Regions from separate parts of the Mus musculus genome. Here all the other regions are linked to region 2. The links are chromatin contacts, called in public HiChIP or PLAC-seq and promoter capture Hi-C maps. All regions are on one chromosome and are shown on one strand. The core of a region is the stretch at or near the end of the contact, and the rest is flanking DNA. Distances in the headings are between cores, read along the strand shown. Region 1 holds the start of Myt1l (myelin transcription factor 1-like). Region 2 holds the start of Sox11 (SRY (sex determining region Y)-box 11). Region 3 holds the start of Id2 (inhibitor of DNA binding 2).

Region 1 (2,830 bases), core at 193-2,692, 2.2 Mb before region 2:
AGTACTTTGGGTTCATAGTTTGGGGTAGACTAAAAGTTAATCTTATAATATTGTTTTCAAAAGGAATTTTGAATAAAATACTTCCATTTTTAGAGTAAACATGTCTATCTACATGTAAAATATACCTGACTTTCTCACTTCAAAAGCTGCATCTCTTTTATAAAGTTAAACAATTAGAAAGACTCTCTCATGCTTGTGAAAGTGTTATGGGAGCTTTTGTTTGTGGTGTTAGCAAAAAGTATAAACACTTGAACAAAAGAGTTGTTAAACAAATCACTTTATCCCAATTAAATTAACAACATCATGATTGATAGCATATATAGTTTCAAGATATAAGAAATTTGTCGTGATTAAATTAACGCTCTGGTCAAACTCTACTGTATATTTTGTATATTTCACACTCAGGTGAATATTTATATTATTTATTATTTATTCAGATCTACCTGGAAAGTAGAGTGTGAAGACTCAACTTTTTGCTTATGAGGTGATTTTTAAAAAACCATATTCTGCTAGAACTTAGGTGCTGTTTTGTTTTTATGAACTTCAAACATTGAGGTTATTGTTTAAAATCTTTATTTGAGTTTATCAGTTTTATAAACATCAACAAACTTTCTTTCTATAATTAGACCAAGACAACAGTGCCTCAGGAGTAGCTAACATTCCCACAGCCCTTGCTTAAAATCCCTCCTTGTTTGTAAAGTGAAGTTAGCCACTCTCAGGAAGTTACTTCAGCCCAAATCACCGACCTCCAGACATGCAGTAAGTTTTTCGGTTTTCTCATTTTTTTTTATTTCTTTTTATAAACAAAAATCATTGTTCAGGCATGCAATCTATTACCCATTTTTGCTCTAAAGACCAGCTTCTGAGGACTGAAGACCTGTACCTCAGGAACCTCTCAGCCACCAGCCACGCTATAAAAATAACTTTAAAAAGGAACGAACAATAGGTCTGCAGCAGAAGCCATGAGCTACAGCAAAAACAGATCCTGACCCCTGAGTCCAAAGAATTAACCTAACGAGCATCACGTACCTCACACCATGACCACACCGCTCACAAGTGACGGCAAGTTCAATTTTGGTAACTGTGCTGGCTCAAAACACACAGAAAGAAAGAGAAAACCCTTTCCCCCACAAGTGGGAGGCCGAGGAGGACCACGCATAGCACCGAGAGGCAGGGAAGGTTGCTTTTGTCTTCAGCAGCATTGATTTCATAACCCACAGTCCAGGGAATCAAAAAATTGAAATACACCCACCAACAATGGGTGAGAAACCAGGAGGCCTCCAAGAAGACTGCAGGGAGAAGCTTTCTCGCTCTGTTTTGTGTGCAGTAGCTTAGGGGGAAAATGTCGCGCGGGCAGGAATGACACATGCAGCAGGAGAGGCTAGCGGGCCTAAGAGATCTGCTTTACCTCCACAGCCAGCCCCTAATGCACGCAGCTCCACTCATCCTCTCCTAGGCTTTTTTTTTTTTCCACTTTTTTTTTTCACGAGCTCCAAATCCCCGGCATATGACCTTCTGTTAAATAGATAAAAAAAAAATTGCTTATCAGTCATGCAAATGAGGCTGAATTCATTTTCCACAACAGATGGCCTCATAGATAATGATGATGGAAGAGAGAAAATTGAATGTCTCTCACAAGGTGGCCATGGCAACCGAGAGCAGAATAATATCAATAATAAGCTCACTGCATAATAAGGTTGTCAGTCCTACAAATCAAAGTCTGCAGCTAAATCAGGTATACCACCCCAGCTAGTTACCAGGTATGTATGTGTATGTGTGTGTGTGTGTGTGTGTGTGTGTGTGTGTGTGTGTGTGTGTGTGTGTGTGTGTGTGTGTGTGCATCTATGTATACGCTGACCATGAGAATAACCAGCAGTCCAAGCCACTTAATGTCCAGGGGTGGGGTTGGGGGGGGGCGTAGTTGCTAGATAATGAAATGACGATCCTACAATTTGACAGTTTTTTCTTTTCTTTTCTCTTTCTTTCATTATATTTTCTGCAGTAGCAGATACGGTTTCATGAAGGACCGGCTAACTAGCCATATTGAACTGTGGAGTGAGCCTGTGGGTGAGCTCCCCTCCCGCTAGCCTCCTCCTCACTCTCCCCTCTGTGTGCCCTGCTGCATCCTGCCTAGATGCAAGAGCAGCTCACCCGCCGCCGGAGGCTTCCACCTTGGCTCCCAGGGGGACATCCTGCAAAATGAATCAGCAGCCATCCTGAGCAGGCTGATTAAAATGAAAATGGCAAGGCACATGTCTGGGCGGAACTGGAGCTCGGCTTTGTTGCCTGTCTGACAAGCACGCTCAATATAGCTCTTGCTAATAATGGCTTACTGCCTTTCGGTTTTTAAAAAGGTATCACCCTTTCCTCTTAACCGACTGCTACTCGCGTGTGTGTGTGTGTGTGTGCACGCGCGCGCGCGCGAGCGCGCGTGTGCTTCACATGTGTGTGCCACGGGGGTTGTGGGGGGACGGATTGCTCGATTCTAATTTTCCACTGCTCACATGCAGACAGCCCGCCTGACAACGCTGTTATTTTAAAACTGAACTTAGTTGTCTTTCTTCTGAGGAAAGTGATGGTTAAGTCTTGGATGTGATGTGGAGGTTGACAAAAACAGGGATTTCTAGCCCAAGCCTTAGCCACAGAGCTGGGGGGAGGGGGTCATCTAATGCTTGCCTCTTTGGCTCACAGCCCAAAGCTAGAAGCAGCCCAGGTGAAGCCTGCTCCTGCTTGAAGCTTTTCTACCAGACTGTCTCCATTCTCCGGATCTCATGCAGCATACAGTCTGAACATGGGAAAATAGAAGCCACTGAATGCTGCAGTTGGACAA
Region 2 (2,966 bases), core at 91-2,590:
GGGTGAAATACAGGGACCCCTCCCCCCTTTTTAAAAATAAAATGGCCTATGAAGACCTGGCACCATTCTATGTCCGGAGTGGGGATGTGTGGGAGATGAGAAGTGTAGTACCCTGTGCAGTACACCAACCTGAAAGGAAATATGTTTAGATAATTCCACTAGTCCCGGGCGGCCGATTTCTCGGGTGAGCAACTCCGGGTGGGGTGAGGGGCTGTAGATCTTAAGAACCAGCCCCCAGAACTGACAGTGGGTAGGTATGAGGAAAACAGGGTGAGCAGCCACGTTAAACAGAAAGCAGAAAGGCTTCGTTTCATTGTCCTCAGAAGAGCCATAGGTGGGTAAGAGACAACACAAAGAGAAGCGAGTTTCCAAGGAGCCCGGCAAAACCAGTAGGCAGGAGCCACCGCTCCAGCGGCAGCCTTAGCAGGCAAATAAGAAATATCTTCGCTTTAAACGAGAGTGCACTTCATTTTAGCTTTGGTTTGTACCGTTGGGTTAAAATAGCAAATGACCCAGAAGGTGCGTGCTGGGAGGCAGAGCTAGGGTTTCAGGACCGAGCTGCAGGGGAGGAGGGCGTAGGTGATGGACAGAGGAGGCGGGACGCGGGGAGTTGGGGAGGCCTATGGAGTAGAAAGTGGGGGAGGGGCGGCGATGCTGAGTCCCGGGCTGTTTCACCGATCCGGCCTGAATCCGTGAACTCCTTTCCGAACCGCTCCGGAGCCGCCCGGACACGGCGGTCTCCGAAGACCGTTACTCCAGCCGAACCGGCAGATGCGCGCGATCCAGGAGGGAAAACGAGAGGGGGAGAGACGGGACAAAACCCTGCGGGTGCGCGGGGAGGGGGGGAGGGAGGGCCCGGCGACCGGGCTCTAGAAAGAGGGAGAAAAAGAACCGGAGGATGAGCCCACGTGCACGGTGCCGCGCGGTGTCGAAGCGCCACCTTCTGCTGGATAGCGGCGCAGCGCGATCGCGCGCGGGTTTAGGGCGCGACGCGCCCAGGATGAGCAGGGGCACCCACTCGCGGTGCCCGGGTGGGTGCATCTGCACTGGGGTTCAGTCCATCGTCCCGCGCCCTTGAGTCCGCGCTGGCGTCTCTCGCTCCGTCCTGCATCCGCCCGGGGGACACGCGCAGCTGTGCGCACTCGCGGATTTCTTTTGAAAAAATAACATATTTCTAGACAACTCCCCCCGCCCCCCATCTTTGCAAACTGGCCAGGAGGCGGGGCTGGAGGTGGGGCCCGTGGTTAATAACGGGAGATAGGCGGAGTCGGGACCAGCCATTGGCTGGTGGGAGTAGTGATGTCACCCATATGACACCCTGATAACGAGTTGAGAGAGAGCCCTCAACTTTTTGCAGAAGAAGCGCGCGCGCCTGGGAGTGCTTGGGGTCCGGCGCTTGCGGCGGCTGCCAGGAGTGAGAGAGCGAGAAATCAAGCGAGTGAGAGAGAGAGCGCGGGTCCCGGGCCGCCGCCGCCTCCTCTCCGGTCGCCGCCGCAGCCGCCGACGCAGCAGGGAACGGGGCCGGGGGGGAGGGGGGCAGCCGCGGACGCGCGCGGCCAAGGACTTTGCAACTTGCCGGAGAAGGTGGAGGGGCGGGAGGGGGAGGGGCGCCCGCGCAGGAGACCGAGCGCCCAGCCCCGCCGCGGACCATGGTGCAGCAGGCCGAGAGCTCGGAAGCCGAGAGCAACCTGCCCCGGGACGCGCTGGACACCGAGGAGGGCGAGTTCATGGCGTGCAGCCCGGTGGCCCTGGACGAGAGCGACCCGGACTGGTGCAAGACGGCGTCGGGCCACATCAAACGGCCCATGAACGCCTTCATGGTGTGGTCCAAGATCGAGCGCAGGAAGATCATGGAGCAGTCGCCCGACATGCACAACGCCGAGATCTCCAAGAGGCTGGGCAAGCGCTGGAAGATGCTGAAGGACAGCGAGAAGATCCCGTTCATCAGGGAGGCGGAGCGCCTGCGCCTCAAGCACATGGCTGATTATCCCGACTACAAGTACCGGCCGCGCAAAAAGCCCAAGACGGACCCAGCGGCCAAGCCCAGCGCGGGCCAGAGCCCCGACAAGAGCGCGGCGGGCGCCAAGGCAGCCAAGGGCCCCGGCAAGAAGTGCGCCAAGCTCAAGGCGCCTGCGGGCAAGGCGGGCGCGGGCAAGGCGGCGCAGCCGGGGGACTGCGCCGCGGGCAAGGCAGCCAAGTGCGTCTTCCTGGACGACGACGATGAAGACGACGACGAAGATGACGAGCTGCAGCTACGGCCCAAGCCGGACGCTGACGACGACGACGACGAGCCCGCGCACTCGCACCTGCTGCCGCCGCCGACGCAGCAGCAACCCCCTCAGCTGCTGAGGCGCTACAGCGTGGCCAAGGTCCCCGCCAGCCCCACGCTCAGCAGTGCCGCCGAGTCCCCCGAGGGCGCGAGCCTGTACGACGAAGTGCGCGCGGGCGGCCGGCTCTACTACAGCTTCAAGAACATCACCAAGCAGCAGCCTCCGCCCGCGCCTCCCGCGCTGTCGCCCGCGTCCTCCCGCTGCGTGTCCACCTCCTCATCCAGCGGCAGCAGCAGCGGCAGCGGCGCCGAGGATGCAGACGACCTCATGTTCGACCTGAGCTTGAATTTCTCCCAGGGCGCGCACAGCGCCTGCGAGCAGCCACTGGGCGCGGGAGCGGCGGGGAACCTGTCCCTGTCGCTGGTGGATAAGGACCTGGATTCCTTCAGCGAGGGCAGCCTGGGTTCCCACTTCGAGTTCCCCGACTACTGCACGCCGGAGCTGAGCGAGATGATCGCGGGGGACTGGCTGGAGGCGAACTTCTCCGACCTGGTGTTCACGTATTGAGAGGCGCAGGGCTCCTCGGGAGGCAGTCGTGGCGGTCAGGATAAAGAGGATGGTGGGGGGAGGGGGAGAAGATGCTCATGGTCAGAGAGATGTGGCGCTGAGAAATTGGAAACGGTGATGAAATGTTGT
Region 3 (2,784 bases), core at 122-2,621, 2.2 Mb after region 2:
GGGCAGAGTCCTTCTGCAGTCTCCAAACTGAGATGGACGGATTTTACCGCCTCTACATCACCGGACTCTGCCTCCTTAGAGAGAAGCCCTGGGGCACATGGCTGTCACGTGGAGGTCAGAGACCGCCTGGCCCACCAGCTGAGGAATTAATCATTAATTGAAGGGAAAATACTGTTTCTCCACACAGAGCTTTGCCTGGATTCTGCATTCTTCCTCTTTATTGCATTCAGAGGATGTGGGGGATTCAGACCAAAAACCCTTTCTTGGGCTTAACATAAATATTTTTTTTCCTTTAATACACGACTAATATATGGTAGTCTTCAGCAAAACAAGAATTCAGAATTAAAGCATTGGAGTCAAGAGCTCTAAACTTTTTCAAAATGTGGCTGCATCTAGGAAGGGTGCTGAAAGATTCCAAACCTCGTACGTAACAGAATTTTCTTTTAAAAACAGCGATAAGCTGTCAGTCAATAGCTAGGACCACCTACCTGACAAAGAGCTTCCCAAGAGCTCTAAGTGTTGGAATGTGACACCAGAAATCACGATTTGTGCATAATTAATCGCATCACTTTGCCACCTACACTGAAGGGCACAGACCAAGGGCAGTGTATGTAAATGTAGTTCCAGTGTGCAAACCCCACTAATGACCTTCGATTAATGGAGTCATTATAGTAACCCTGCCTCATTCTTGGGGGTGGGGGGAGTTCCGAATGCACCGGGTCCCTCGGGGCTCCTCTGCGGTCTGAGGGAGACCGCACAGTGTTCCTACAATTCGTGTCACTGAGTTTCCGAGAAGGCCTCCCGCGTTGCTCCAAGTTGCAAAGCTTCACGCTAAACCTGTCGTGGACGTGTATGTGGGTAGGTTCCCCCCCCCTCCCCAAATAGCTTTCCTTTATCTTAAAAGAAGGAACACTACAAATGTGACTTCCCAAAAGCGCGCTTCTTTTCCCTTCTGCCACGGTCGCTGTCTTCCCTAACGCTAGCGACCTGTGACTTCCCGTCTGCTGTGCGGAGAGAGTGGGGCTGCTGGAAGTCCTGGGGGCGGGTATAGCTAGCTCCGGGCACACCCCCGGGGCAGGGGTCCTGCCAGCTCTGGGAATTGGAATAAGGCGGGCACAATTGCACACTCAGGCCCCCTGGGCGCCCAGCGCACACTGTACTCAATTTGCCACCCCAGCTGGGCTCTCGCCCGCTCCTCCCACCCTACAGGCATTGGCTGCGAACGCGGAAGAACCGAGAGCTCATACTCACCAATGGGAGAATTCGCCTGGTATGATGGACGGGAGCCCTTCCACCAATGGCAATTCAGGGATGCCCGATTGAGCGGCCAGGGCGAGTGCACATAAAAGACGCCCCGCCCGGCTCGCGCTTCATTCTGAACCGAGCCTGGTGCCGCGCAGTCAGCTCAGCCCCCTGTGGCGGCTCCCTCCCGGTCTTCCTCCTACGAGCAGCATGAAAGCCTTCAGTCCGGTGAGGTCCGTTAGGAAAAACAGCCTGTCGGACCACAGCTTGGGCATCTCCCGGAGCAAAACCCCGGTGGACGACCCGATGAGTCTGCTCTACAACATGAACGACTGCTACTCCAAGCTCAAGGAACTGGTGCCCAGCATCCCCCAGAACAAGAAGGTGACCAAGATGGAAATCCTGCAGCACGTCATCGATTACATCTTGGACCTGCAGATCGCCCTGGACTCGCATCCCACTATCGTCAGCCTGCATCACCAGAGACCTGGACAGAACCAGGCGTCCAGGACGCCGCTGACCACCCTGAACACGGACATCAGCATCCTGTCCTTGCAGGTGAGACTAGCTTGCAAGTACGCCACTGCCCAGACGCTCCGGGTCTCCCGAGCTGTCACTCTTAAAGCCCATCGTAGAGACAGGTTCATTAACTTTATTTTTGAGGAAACTGTATATTGAGCGTCATGTGAAATCGCTACTTATAAGTTCTGTGTGGGTTGCATCTGGATCTGCGCTGTAGCATGATCCTGTTTCATGGGACTTGTTGGCACTTTTGTGAAAGGAGGAGGGGGGCTACCTTCCTTTAAGATTACCTAATATCCTGCCTTTTATCCTCTTTCTCCCCAGGCATCTGAATTCCCTTCTGAGCTTATGTCGAATGATAGCAAAGTACTCTGTGGCTAAATAAATGGTGAGTGTTGCGGGTGCCTCCTGTGTGCGCGTTTCGGTAATGTGCTTGTGTGTCTGTTAAATGTTTGGTTTGGTAAATGCATGCTTACTTCACTGTGTTACGGGTGCCGCTTGACTTACCACATAGGCATGAAGGGGCTTGTAGCTGTGGTTGCTCAGGACTACAGAACAGTTGCCTTTACAAAAACAGAAAAGAAAGAAAAAAAAGAAAGAAAAGAAATGCCAGTAACTTACTATGAAGGTGTCAGGACCAAGTGTGGCTGACTTTTATGAGCCCAGTGGCGGTACACTGAGGTGGTAACCTCAGCTGTAATTAATCTTATCGCCACAAATTCCATAGTGATTCTCTTTTCCCAAAACTGTAGTCCTCTGAGATTTCTCTGGCTAGCTGAAGACGGCTACCCCGAGCCTTACCCCTGTGCTCTGGGATCCAGATTTCCATATCTGTTAACTAAAGGGCTGTTTTCAATCAAATAATTGTTACAAGAAGCAGACTGGCGCCTGTGAGCGGGCTGTTAGAGATCCAAATAGGAGACTGGGTTTGGGAAGTTTTCCCCTGGAGTCTCCGCTATTTTCATGTTTAATTTGTGCTGCTGGGGCCGGGTATGTGTGCCGCATCTGGACGCCAGGGTT

What was found. Promoter capture Hi-C pulls out the DNA fragments that hold promoters and counts their contacts. HiChIP or PLAC-seq counts read pairs in DNA pulled down with a chosen protein or histone mark.
Region 1: a contact with region 2 is called in a promoter capture Hi-C map of hippocampal neurons, with 4 times the contacts expected there. The contact joins the promoter of Myt1l here to the promoter of Sox11 in region 2. A contact is called at or near these places in 2 of 39 promoter capture datasets (hippocampal neurons and liver).
Region 3: an H3K4me3 HiChIP or PLAC-seq map of embryonic stem cells shows a contact between it and region 2, with 6 times the contacts expected there. The contact joins the promoter of Id2 here to the promoter of Sox11 in region 2. A contact is called at or near these places in 2 of 39 promoter capture datasets (embryonic stem cells and hippocampal neurons), 4 of 484 Hi-C or Micro-C datasets (cortical neurons, embryonic stem cells and palatal mesenchyme), 4 of 115 datasets of contacts at active chromatin or transcription factors (astrocytes, embryonic midbrain and embryonic stem cells) and 1 of 9 other capture datasets (embryonic stem cells).

What each region holds. Positions count from the first base shown.
Region 1 is chr12:29,526,996-29,529,825 of GRCm38.p6, reverse strand. Myt1l (myelin transcription factor 1-like) reads right to left here and starts at 1,442. Exons shown (of 25, transcript NM_001093775.1): 1 at 1,030-1,442. Gm20208 (a long non-coding RNA gene) reads left to right here. Exons shown (of 4, transcript XR_381405.4): 2 at 1,586-1,760; 3 at 2,003-2,354; 4 at 2,692-2,830.
Region 2 is chr12:27,341,092-27,344,057 of GRCm38.p6, reverse strand. Sox11 (SRY (sex determining region Y)-box 11) reads left to right here and starts at 1,340. Exons shown (of 1, transcript NM_009234.6): 1 at 1,340-2,966. The coding sequence starts at 1,650. The coding sequence ends at 2,837.
Region 3 is chr12:25,094,679-25,097,462 of GRCm38.p6, reverse strand. It overlaps Id2 (inhibitor of DNA binding 2), which reads left to right and starts at 1,371. Exons shown (of 3, transcript NM_010496.3): 1 at 1,371-1,800; 2 at 2,089-2,152. The coding sequence starts at 1,453. The coding sequence ends at 2,145.